Linked DNA regions of Canis lupus: region 1 is linked to region 2. A link is a contact called in public Hi-C data. All regions are on one chromosome and are shown on one strand. Each heading gives the region's core, a stretch centred on a gene start, on an enhancer-like site or on the middle of the called end of the contact. The rest is flanking DNA. Distances are from core to core; before and after follow the strand shown.

Region 1 (5,191 bases), core at 633-3,132, 150 kb before region 2:
TTACCATATGCAATTATTGAGAACTACATGAGGTGGTATATGGATATACAAATTAAGCAGGACCATGCATGGTAAAGAGCAAGCCCTCAATAAGTGTTAAATATTACTAGTCTCATCTTTCGTGGACAACCAAAGAAACATTTCAAGAAAAACAAAGGCAAGTAATACATTTTATAAACCACTTCCGCGAGAGAAACTATTATATTAATGTCAATAAACAAAAGAGCTTGAAAAAATCTCATTGCTTTTACAGAAAGCAAGAGGCTATTAGATGGGATTGTGAGTAAGGAAAATAGAAAACCACCATTTGCATATTATTATACAGCTCTCCCAAGAAAACGATCTGAATTGTGGCTGGTAAGCTTTCAGATTGAAATTCTCTTCTGGTGACCAAACGTTTTTGATGATCAAAAGCAGATTTAGGAACTGTTTGTAAGGGGTGCTCTTTCAGCTAACTTCCATCTTGCTGAATGAGTCCAGGAAGTGAGTACATCTCTCCCAGCTGCTTCCACTGTGCATTTTACTCATACGCTGACAGAGAGGGTTTTGCTGGTGTAATTAGCCTCGTTTGACACACAGATGATTTAGCTGCGCTTTCTGTTAATGATGCTGTGCAGCTGCCACCTCAGCAGCTTCTTGCATCAGAATCCAACCACCCTACCGAAAGGAAGCAGCTAGCTGTAGGACAGCTGGGCTCTATAGCCCCATGGGGCACCACGGGTCAGATCCTCTGGCAGAGGTGACCGAGGGCATTGATGATGCCCCAGAGCCCACCCAGGAGCTACTGAGTCAGACATCTCGGGTTTGGGTTCAGGAATCCATAACTTTTGAAAACTCTCCAGGTGGTTCTGGTATGTAAATAAGCATGGGGCTCACAGAACTATGGCAAGACACCCATTTTACAGATCAGGGTCAGATAGCTTAAGGAACTGCATTTGATGAAGGTTACAACATTCTACCCCCAAATTCAGCACCTTGGGATATGGACTATTTTAAGCTGAAGGTGTTTCAGAAAAGGCAGGTGCAGGAAGGACTCTCCAACCTCCCCCTCCCTGGGCTCAAGCAGCTCCCAAGTCCCTTACTGGAGAGGTGCCCTCCCCTTTAGGCAGAGCAAAGGAGAACCCTTAACTCAGAAGACAGGACTCCAAGAGGAATCCAAATTGACAAGCCTTGCTACATTTCCCCCACTTTACTACCTTTAGCTCATTGCCTTTTGTCCTGTCACATGTTTTTCCATGATTTTCTACTCTTTGTTAAAACTTAGCATAAAATCACTTAGGTTTAACGTTTCTTGGGGTATTCATTTCCATATGAAGCCTCCTGTGTCCGGTAAAACTTCTATTTAGTACATTTGTATGCTTTTCTTTTGTTAATCTGTCTTCCATCAATTCAATCTACAGGGTCTTAGCTGGAGAACCCAGAAGGTAGTAAGAAAATACTTTTTTCCTCACCTACACTAGGCACGTCAGCTCTGCACTTGAGCACTTGAACTACTTCATCTGCGAAAGTGGGATGGTAATTATGCCTACTTAAGGATTTTCCAAAAACCTAAAGGACACACTCCATGATAAACATTTAACATCAGTTATCATATTTTCACAAATAAATTATATCAATTTTTTTCTGCCTAGAAAATGCCTGATCCCTAACAAATATTATTCAAGACAGAAATAAATGGCTGTTCCGTTTTATTCTTTGCAAACAGCACACAGAATACATGTAAAAGAAATACGGAAATCTTAATACCTTTATGAAAAGTCCTGATGCTAAAAGAAAGCACTTCTTCCTTTGATCCACTTATTTTTTCACCCCATTTTCTCTCAGGATGGGGAAAACTATGGATAAGCCACATCCTCCTTCAGCCCCAAGCACTGGCTGTAAATGAACACGACTTCTATAAATGGTTTCCAAATGTTACTAAATAAATCAGTTCTGTCTTGTTTGTGGCACCCTATTCTCTTATGCAATTTCATCTGGATCACCAACATTGTGCTCACTGGCTGCAAATTGCCGGAAGATTCTGTGTGTGCAAAATAAATGCCTGTCTGTCTCCTCAAATTTCCCTGACCCATGGTTGCATTGCCTCAGGATGGACTCTTAAATTCAGGAGGCAAGTGCTTCTCTACAGCCAAAATACCCAGCCTCTCTTGCTTTTACCAGACCTCAGTGGCTTGAATTATGAGGGTATTTACTATTGTATCTTAATTGTTTTATAAGCCAACTCAACATTGTGAAATTAAATTCATTTGATCTTGGTTTAATTTCAAGGATGAATTCATTCTCTGTACTTCTGAAGGGCATGAGGATGTTACTGTCCTACTACTAATACTGCTACTACACTGAGTATCACCTTTACTGCTATGACCACCAGCACTGCTACTTACTACTGCTACTACTAGTGTTGCTACAATGTTTATTACTGTTGCTACTACTATTGCTATTAATATGACAGCTGGCAGTTACTACTACTGCTATTAACTCTATAGCCACTTGGGGCACGACTGGATTTCAACTCAGGTCATGATCTCAGGGTCATTAGACTGAGCCCCAAATTGAGCCAGTGTTGGGCAGTCTGCTTGAGATCCTCTCTCTCTGCCCCTCCCCTTGCTCTCTCTCTTTCTCAAATAAATAAATAAAATCTTTTAAAAAATTGTAGAGTCACACCACTAATATTTTTTGAGCCCTTAACATCACTAAGTCTGGGAGAAGTGCTTTATAGCTGATATGCCAATCTCTATACACAATGCTCTTAGAAGACGGATACTTTTATAAACTCATTTTACAAATAGGCATAGGCATTTGAGCTAAGGACTAATTGCCTCTAAAGTCAGGGCTCTCAAATGGTGTCCTGTTACTTCCTTCCAGTCCAGCAGGAAGGGCATCTCAAGTCCTTAGCGGACTTCAATTAGCACAGAAAGCAATTGCTCTGCTTGTTGGTACAAATAAAAAAATGGTGAACACCGGTAGACCATAACTCATATAATTGTCCATAGCAGTAGTATCATCATCAAACGTGTATTCAGAATGTTGACTTTGTGAGGATTCCTGGATCAAATTGGTCTGGAGATGGCTGGAGAGCTAGAGAGATTTCTTTGTGCCAAAGTTGAGAACATCCCAATGGGAACGGTGAATTTCTTTTTTCTTAGTTAGTATACTAGCATTTTAGTGAAAAGGAAAGCACCCAAGTGATTTGAGGAAACACAAGAATAATCCAATCTTAAATCACAGATCAGTGAGGTTGAGCCTCCTAGATTTTTGGTAAACGTTAAGGATAATTGTGAACATCTAAATTGAGAAAATAGTCCTTTTTTAAACTGAAGACCACAAAAACCTTTTGTTTTTGTAATGTTCCTGGGGCACCCGAGTGGCTCAGTCTGTTAAGCGACCAACTCTTGGTTTCAGCTCAGGTCATGATCTCAGGATCGTGAGATCGAGCCCCATGGTGGGCCCCATGCTCAGTACAGAGTTGGCTTGAGATCCTTCCTCTTCCTCTGCCCCTCCCCACATTCCCACATAAGCTAAGTAAATAAATAAAATCTTAAAAAAAAAAAAAAGCTGGAAAGAAATACACTAAAATGTTACAAGTTCAAGTGGAGGCCTTACTGATGCTTTTATTTTGTTTCATTTTTTGGGTCCAGCCTTCTCTACATTTCCAGAATAACAAAGACATGCTGCTTTTACATTTTAAAACACAGAAAATAACTGCAGATAATCTTTAAGTTAATTTCAGAATAATTGCCTTAATCTTCTACTTTGGGCTATGAATATTCTGCTAAAACAGGTAGAAAATGAACGCAGGTCTGATCAGACACGCAGAACAAAATACTTTAACCCTTAAATCATCAGCATCTTTTAAAACAACCCATCCATATTTTTCTCTGGCATTTGTAAATGCAGCAGGCAACGTCAGGATTTTCTTTTTGGATACCTCATTACTCTGATGTTCCCCAATTACTTTGATACAAATTCACATTCTCGAAGGCAGAGATATTTTAAAGACTTAAAAACTGAGAGCAAGCCTAAGATTTCCTGATGACTGTCTACAACACACTTTGCCATAAGGAGATTTTCTTCAATCAAGCTGAGATTTGCACTCTTTCAAAACAAAGGGTGATCATACAACATTGTGACTATACTTAATGCCACTGAACTGTATACTTAAAATTGGCTAATCTGGTAAATTTTATGTTATGTACAATTTACCACAATAACAAAACAAAGGGTAGTGAAATTCAGAAAAACATAGTGATATAGGAAACATATTTTATTTTGAAAGATCCTTACAACTTTCAATACCTAAAGGTGTGTTCACAGAAGTGCCCGGGTGGCTCAGTTGGTTGAGCCTCTGCCTTCAGCTCAGGTTATGATTTAGGTGTCCTGGGATTGAGTCCCATAGCAAGCTCCCTGCTCAGCGGAGAGTCTGCTTCTCCCTCTCTCCCTTCCTTCCACCCATGCTATCTCTCTCAAATAAAATCTTAAAAAAAAAATAAATAAATCTTTAAAAAAATAAGTGTGTTTACTGTGACCTGTAAACAACCTAAATACCCAACAGTGAGGGACTAATCAAATTATATCCTATTCCTACAATCTAATACCACAAAACTAGTCTAAAACTAGTATGCTAATTAAGAAAGGGGTGCCTGGGTGGTTCAGTCGGTTAAGCATCTGCCGTTGGCTCAGGTCATGATCTTGTCCTGGGATTGAGCTTCCCTTCTGCCCCTTCACCCTGCTTGAGCTCTCTCTCAATCTCTCTCTATATGTATCAAATAAATAAATAAAATCTTTAAAAAAGTTAAAAATTAAAAAAATTGACAGTTGTTTTATGATGGAATCTTATCTATATGGAGTGAAAAATGCCTATTATTTGATGGCATAATTTGTTAAATTAAAAAACTTATAAATGTAATCCACCTATATTTATTTTATATATAAACGGAAAAAGTCTAGTAGGATCTATATCAAATGAAACAGGGACCCTTGTTTTCTTCTTTAAACATTTCCAAATTATTTGAATGTTTTGCAAGTGTATATGCACTTTTATGATTAGAAAAAACACTAAACCATATTTCATTTTATTTATTTATTTTTAATGTTTAAAAAATATTTTATTTATTCATGGGAGACACAGAGAGAGAGAGGCAGAGACACAGGCAGAGGGAGAAACAGGCTCCATGCAGGGAGCCCGATGCAG
Region 2 (5,575 bases), core at 2,246-4,745:
CATTTTAAATTGTATATTCCTGGAAGGCATAGAGTCTATTTTGCTTGTTTATGGAAAGCTTAAAAACATGCCAATAGTAGTTGAGTATCATGTTATAATAAACCTATAATGAGAAGATATTTTCTAATCTTTTTTTAAAAAAGATTTTATTTATTTATTCAAGAGAGACACACAGAAAGAGAGACAGAGACACAGGCAGAGGGAGAAGCAGGCTTCCTGCAGGGATCCTGATGTGGGACTCGATCCTGGGATTTCAGGATCACGCCCTGGGCCAAAGGCTGATGCTAAACCACTGAGCCACCCAGGGATCCCCTCCATCTTTTTTCGTCTCTAAATAGATAATTAAAAAAAAAAAAAAAAAAAAAAACTCAGAAAACTCTAAACTGTATTCATTATAAGTAGATAGGAAAAGTGGACATAAATAATAATAATAGTAACAACAATAATAATAGCAGCTACTCTCTGCCAACTGAGCCGAAACTTTTTATGTATTAAGGCTGTATTTTATAATAAGGTTGCAAAAAAAGTGGCAGAGCCAAGATTTGAGCCCAGACCTGGACTATAGGATTTTGTATACAGGAGACTAGAGGGTTGAATCAGCTTTTATAACTTTTGGCTGAATCTATCCCTTACTACTCTCAACACTGGAAAAAGTGTGTCTTTGTTTCTGCAGTTATAAGATGAGGCTTCCAATACCTGTCCCTAGCTTTCCTAGGAGGAATATTATAAAGATACATAAACTGATACAAATGATCTAAGGGGGAAGTTCTTAGAAATACTGTTTGTTTAAAATATATGTATTATATTACAGTATTAGAAATACTGTGATACTGTAAATACTGTATTATACACAGTATTAGAAATACTGTTTGTTTAAAAAATATATATTAAATAATATAAATAAATATATATATTATATATATTTTAAACAAACAGTATTGGGGGCTAGAAGGTAAGAGATTCTCCAGCCGTATTTCATCCAGTTTAGAATTGCTGATTAAAAGACATATGCCAATTTCAGACATGTTCAAATATGTGTCTTAAAGTCCATAAAATAGTACAAAGAAAGTTTTCTTAGGGAATATGAGACTGATTTGGAATCACTCTTCTCGCTTTTATATAAGAAAGATATGGCATTATAAGAGCACAATGTATATTTACATGAACTTGCATGAATAATGTCCAAGAATGAACAAAACAAGTACTATAATAACAGATATGGCATCAATCAATTATATTAGCCAAAGAAGCACACTAAAACACTATTATACATGGATGAAATTCTTATCGTTCTGGAGGGGTACAGAGCTAATTGCAACATTTGGAGTAGGAAGGTAATCAAAAGGGATTGGCTTACATTATAATACTAATTTTTTTTTTGTAAAAAGACATTCATGTATTTGTACCATAAAATTAATTTTTAAAAGGATAAATTAGAAATTAGATTTAAAAAATCCATCCAGAGCGACACCTGGATGGCTCAGCGGTTGAGCATCTGCCTTTGGCTCAGGTCATGATCCCAGGTCTGGGGATGGAGTCCCGCATGGGGCTCCCTGCAAGGAGCCTGCTTCTCCCTCTGCCTATGTCTCTGCCTCTCTCTCTCTGTCTCTCATGAATAAATAAATAAATTCTTAAAAAAAAAAAAAAGCTAAAAATCCATCCAGAGGTGCCTAGCTGGCTCAGTTGGAAGAGCACCAGTCCTTGATCTTGCAGTCATGAGTTCGAGCCCCACATTGGGTGCAGAGATTATTAAAATAATAATAATAATAATAATAATAATAATAATAATAATAAACCTTAAAATAAAACAAAAAACTCATCCATAATCTCACCAAGACAAAATTAGAAGAACGAAAAATTGAAAATTACCCATAACTCTATCACTGAGATATAAAGTTAACGTGTTCTTTTATATAGTCTTTGAGACAGATAAAAAAAAAAAAAAACAAACTTAATGCTTATAACCTGCTTTTCTCAAGTTTTTCCATCAGCAAATATAGTAGATCTAATCAATATCTCAAAAAGACAGTTGATTCTCCACATTCACTTCTATCAAGCTGTGTGGGTCAACCCTAAAGCACGCTTTTTTTTTTTTTTTGGACTAGGATGTATCAGTCAAGAAGCCCATCATCTTACACCCATCAAATGGGATAAGGATCAAAAGTCACAATTGTATTGTGAAATCTATTTTTTTTTTGTAAACAAAGCTTATTCAGCAAAGCCTTTCAAAACAAGGAAATTTTTTAAAAATGAAGTGGATTGTAGGGGATGGAAATCATTTTGGTGAACTTCAGGGCTGCTGCCTCAGGAGGGCGAGACTGCCCTCTAGAGGTGAAATACTGCCTCTGCACGCAGACCACCAGGAGGTACTTCCAAGTGTAATCTCAAGGAACTCTACCCTTCCATCCAATAGGACCGTGGATTTATTTTTGTTGGTCACCACCACTACTTTTCTTATGTAACTGCACAATTCTATTTTTCCATTTCTCTTCTTGGCCTGTGGCATGGGGCATAGACAGTAGCTGGCCAGTTTCATTGACAAAATGCCCCCTTCAGCTTTGCTTTACTCTGTTGGGAGAAGTTCACCAAAGGCAGACGGCTGATGTGGCATCTAAGTTGGAAATTCAATTCAGACAGCATCCTGGGAGGGATCTGACTCAGTGGTTTTACTGGGGGCGGGGGAAAGGGAGTGCTGAAAGAAAATACTTTCCAAAAATATTTACCAGACAAAGAAAAAAGAGCTAGGCTTGTGACCAAGACATTCCAAGGAGACACCCTTAGACAGAAGCAATTTTCCAGACCTGTTCCCCAGAAAGGTGGAAATGGCCAAGTCTTCCCTCCCCCCTCCCAAAGCCCAGCTCCTACTTCTTCTGAAAATAAACACAGCTACAGCCAGAAGACACCTTCCAAACTGGTCATAATTCAAAAATAGACTCTGCTGTCACTTTGCAGGGGAGTACACCAAAGACAGTTTGGAGTCAGGCTTCTTGGAAAGACTATAACCATCAGCCACTGTCGCCAAAAGAGAGAGCCGGAGGAGATGTTTGACTGAGATATTCTTTTCCCAGTAGGGGATTTAGAAAGAAATCCCAGAGCAAAGGAGGGGGAGGTGGCCCAAGGCATTAAAGGAAGTCATTCATATTATTCCTTTTCTATCTGAAGAGAAGGTCTTACAGCTAAAGGACTGATTTATGCACTGTTTGGTTATGCTCACCTGATCCGAGAGTTTTCCCAGAAGCCATCCACGTGGCCAGGACCCCCCTTTCCAGCCCATCACGAACCTTGTAGCCTGGGGAACTTACAACACCAGCCATAAATCATGTAATTCCTGTGCATAACATCCTACTGTGGCCTGGGTGCTCCCCCATCTACATGACACACAGGGCTCACCTATGATCTTGTCCCTCTCATATCTTGCCTCACCATCAGGCCGGGCTCCTCACCACTGGACACATGCACCATATTCATCTCCATGCTTCATGCACTGGGCCACAATATGAGTCTTCCCTGGAATGTCATCTCCCATTCCTCTCCCCTCCACCTCAAGTCTACCTGCCCTTCTCTGTCCATCTGTAGTTACCGGCTTGTGCAAATTCCACTCTAGCCTTCTGTTAGCCCCCCTTCTGGACACTGGACTCACTGCTGGTGTCTAGCTTCCTTTTAGCCTGTCTAAAAGGTGTAGCTTCCTTTTAGCATGTACCTGTGCTATACCCACCCTAACTTAACAGTAAATACTACTGGCACCCTACTACGTGTGTCTTACGTAGTCCTCATTGTACAGAGGTACAATTATTATGCACAATGTACCGATGAGAACACTGGTGTATCAGAGACACTCCACAATCCTATAATAGCCACTCTCTGCCTCCCTCTCAACCCTTAACATGTACCACTTTCCTTCTTACTCTCTATATTCTAGTCATATCGGATTTTTACTCAAAGACACAAAATAAAAAAAACCCCAAAGCCAAGCTCAGTCTCACTTCAAGGCTTTTGCACTGGCTTTTGCCTGGAAAGCCTCCCTATACTTTTGCCGAACTGGTTGTTCCCTTTTATTACACATCACCTTCTAGAAGCCTTCCTGGTCCATCCTATCTAAAACTGCCCCTCCCCCCCCGCTTTTCTTCATCATGTTCTTTTTTTTTTTTAAATATTTATTTATTTATTCATGAGAGACACAGACTGAGAGGGAGAGAGACAGAGACACAGGCAGAGGGAGAAGCAGGCTCCCTGCAGGGAGCCCGATGTGGGACTCAATCCCGGATCCTGGGATCACAACCTGAGCCGAAGGCAGATGCTCAACCGCTGAGCCACCCAGGTGTTCCTCATCATGTTCTTCTAAGTGCTTATCATTTCAAATAATTTCTTGTTTATCTATTTGCTTGTTCTGCTACACCATACCACTGCAACATAAGCTCCATGAGAACAAGAGCCTTGTCTCTGTTCTGCACAGCTAAATCTCTAGGACCTAGAACAATACCTGGCATTTGGGGAGCACTCAAGAAATATTTTTTTAGTGAATAAATAACTCTGATATTCATGTTTTTAGCCTCTATCCTATGTGATCTCTCTAAATTACAGTGTTTATAGCACTTAGAGTTCAACCATATAGCTTAGCCATTATGTATTTTAGGTTTTATGTTTGCATAAAACTTATACTGTTTGCAACTGTTGCGTTCACAGTTACTTTCAACCCTGTGTGTGTGTGTGTGTGTGTGTGTGTTTCATCACTGATTTACTTGAAATAGCCTTGTCTTTCCAGCTAAGAGCACGTGGGCAATGGATGCCTGCGTTTCCTATTTCATCCAGCAGAGGACTGATCAGACAGGGTCTCAAATAGTTGTTGGGTGAACTGATAACTTTGTGATTCAGAGTGAAGTGGGTGATGTCTGGTGTACTTTTTTTTTTTTTTTCCTGGTTTGTCACATCCTATTCAAGAAGCATCCTGGGTCTGGGATCAAAATTTTCAGGTTTTTCTGTCTCCTGACAAGTGACTGCCTCCTTTTGCCCAGCCCTTATCCCAGCCCATGGACATTTCCCCTGGGGAATCCTATGCTTGTGGCTCACTCAAGCTAGAAATAATCAGAAGTAAGGTGTTAAAAAAAAAAAAATTAACCCTTTGTTGAGATTGTTTCCTGTGGGGTTAAACTAAAGAACTGAAAAAACATTTACACTGGGAGAGTTACAGAAAGAATGCTGGGTAATAAGCCAATGTATTTTGTGTCTGGAATGCATTTTCTTGAATTTAAATATTGGAAGAACTCTTTGGATATTATCCCCACAAAGAGGAAAAATTCCTCTGATAATCTATCAAGCTGCAAATAATGTAGACAAATTGGACTATCATAACACACACACACACACACACACACACACACACACACACAGGAAAGAACTGGTAAGACCAAACACATTTTTTTCACATGGAGTTTTAAATTCTTATGATTTTATTGTTATATACATGTCTCATTTCACTAAGCATTTAAATCCCTGATAAACTCATATAATGTCCAAGCTGGCATAAAAAATGTAAGCAGAAGAAAAAAAAAGATGTAAAGAGGTAACACAAAATGGG

What was found. A called contact is a pair of places that touch in the nucleus more often than the background predicts.
Region 1: a contact with region 2 is called in a Hi-C map of skin fibroblasts, with 3 times the contacts expected there. The contact joins the promoter of LMOD3 here to the enhancer-like site in region 2. A contact is called at or near these places in 2 of 9 Hi-C or Micro-C datasets (blood and skin fibroblasts).

Annotation. Positions count from the first base shown.
Region 1 is chr20:22,743,359-22,748,549 of UU_Cfam_GSD_1.0, reverse strand. It overlaps LMOD3 (leiomodin-3), which reads right to left and starts at 1,882. Exons shown (of 4, transcript XM_038565876.1): 1 at 1,747-1,882. The coding sequence starts at 1,852.
Region 2 is chr20:22,592,336-22,597,910 of UU_Cfam_GSD_1.0, reverse strand. All of the region lies in intron 4 of FRMD4B (FERM domain-containing protein 4B), which reads right to left. Among named protein-coding and RNA genes, the nearest start is that of LMOD3, 150 kb to the left of the region's middle. Within about 2 kb of position 3,495, at least 4 of the 20 cell types and tissues checked have an H3K27ac peak or open chromatin away from gene starts, as enhancers often do.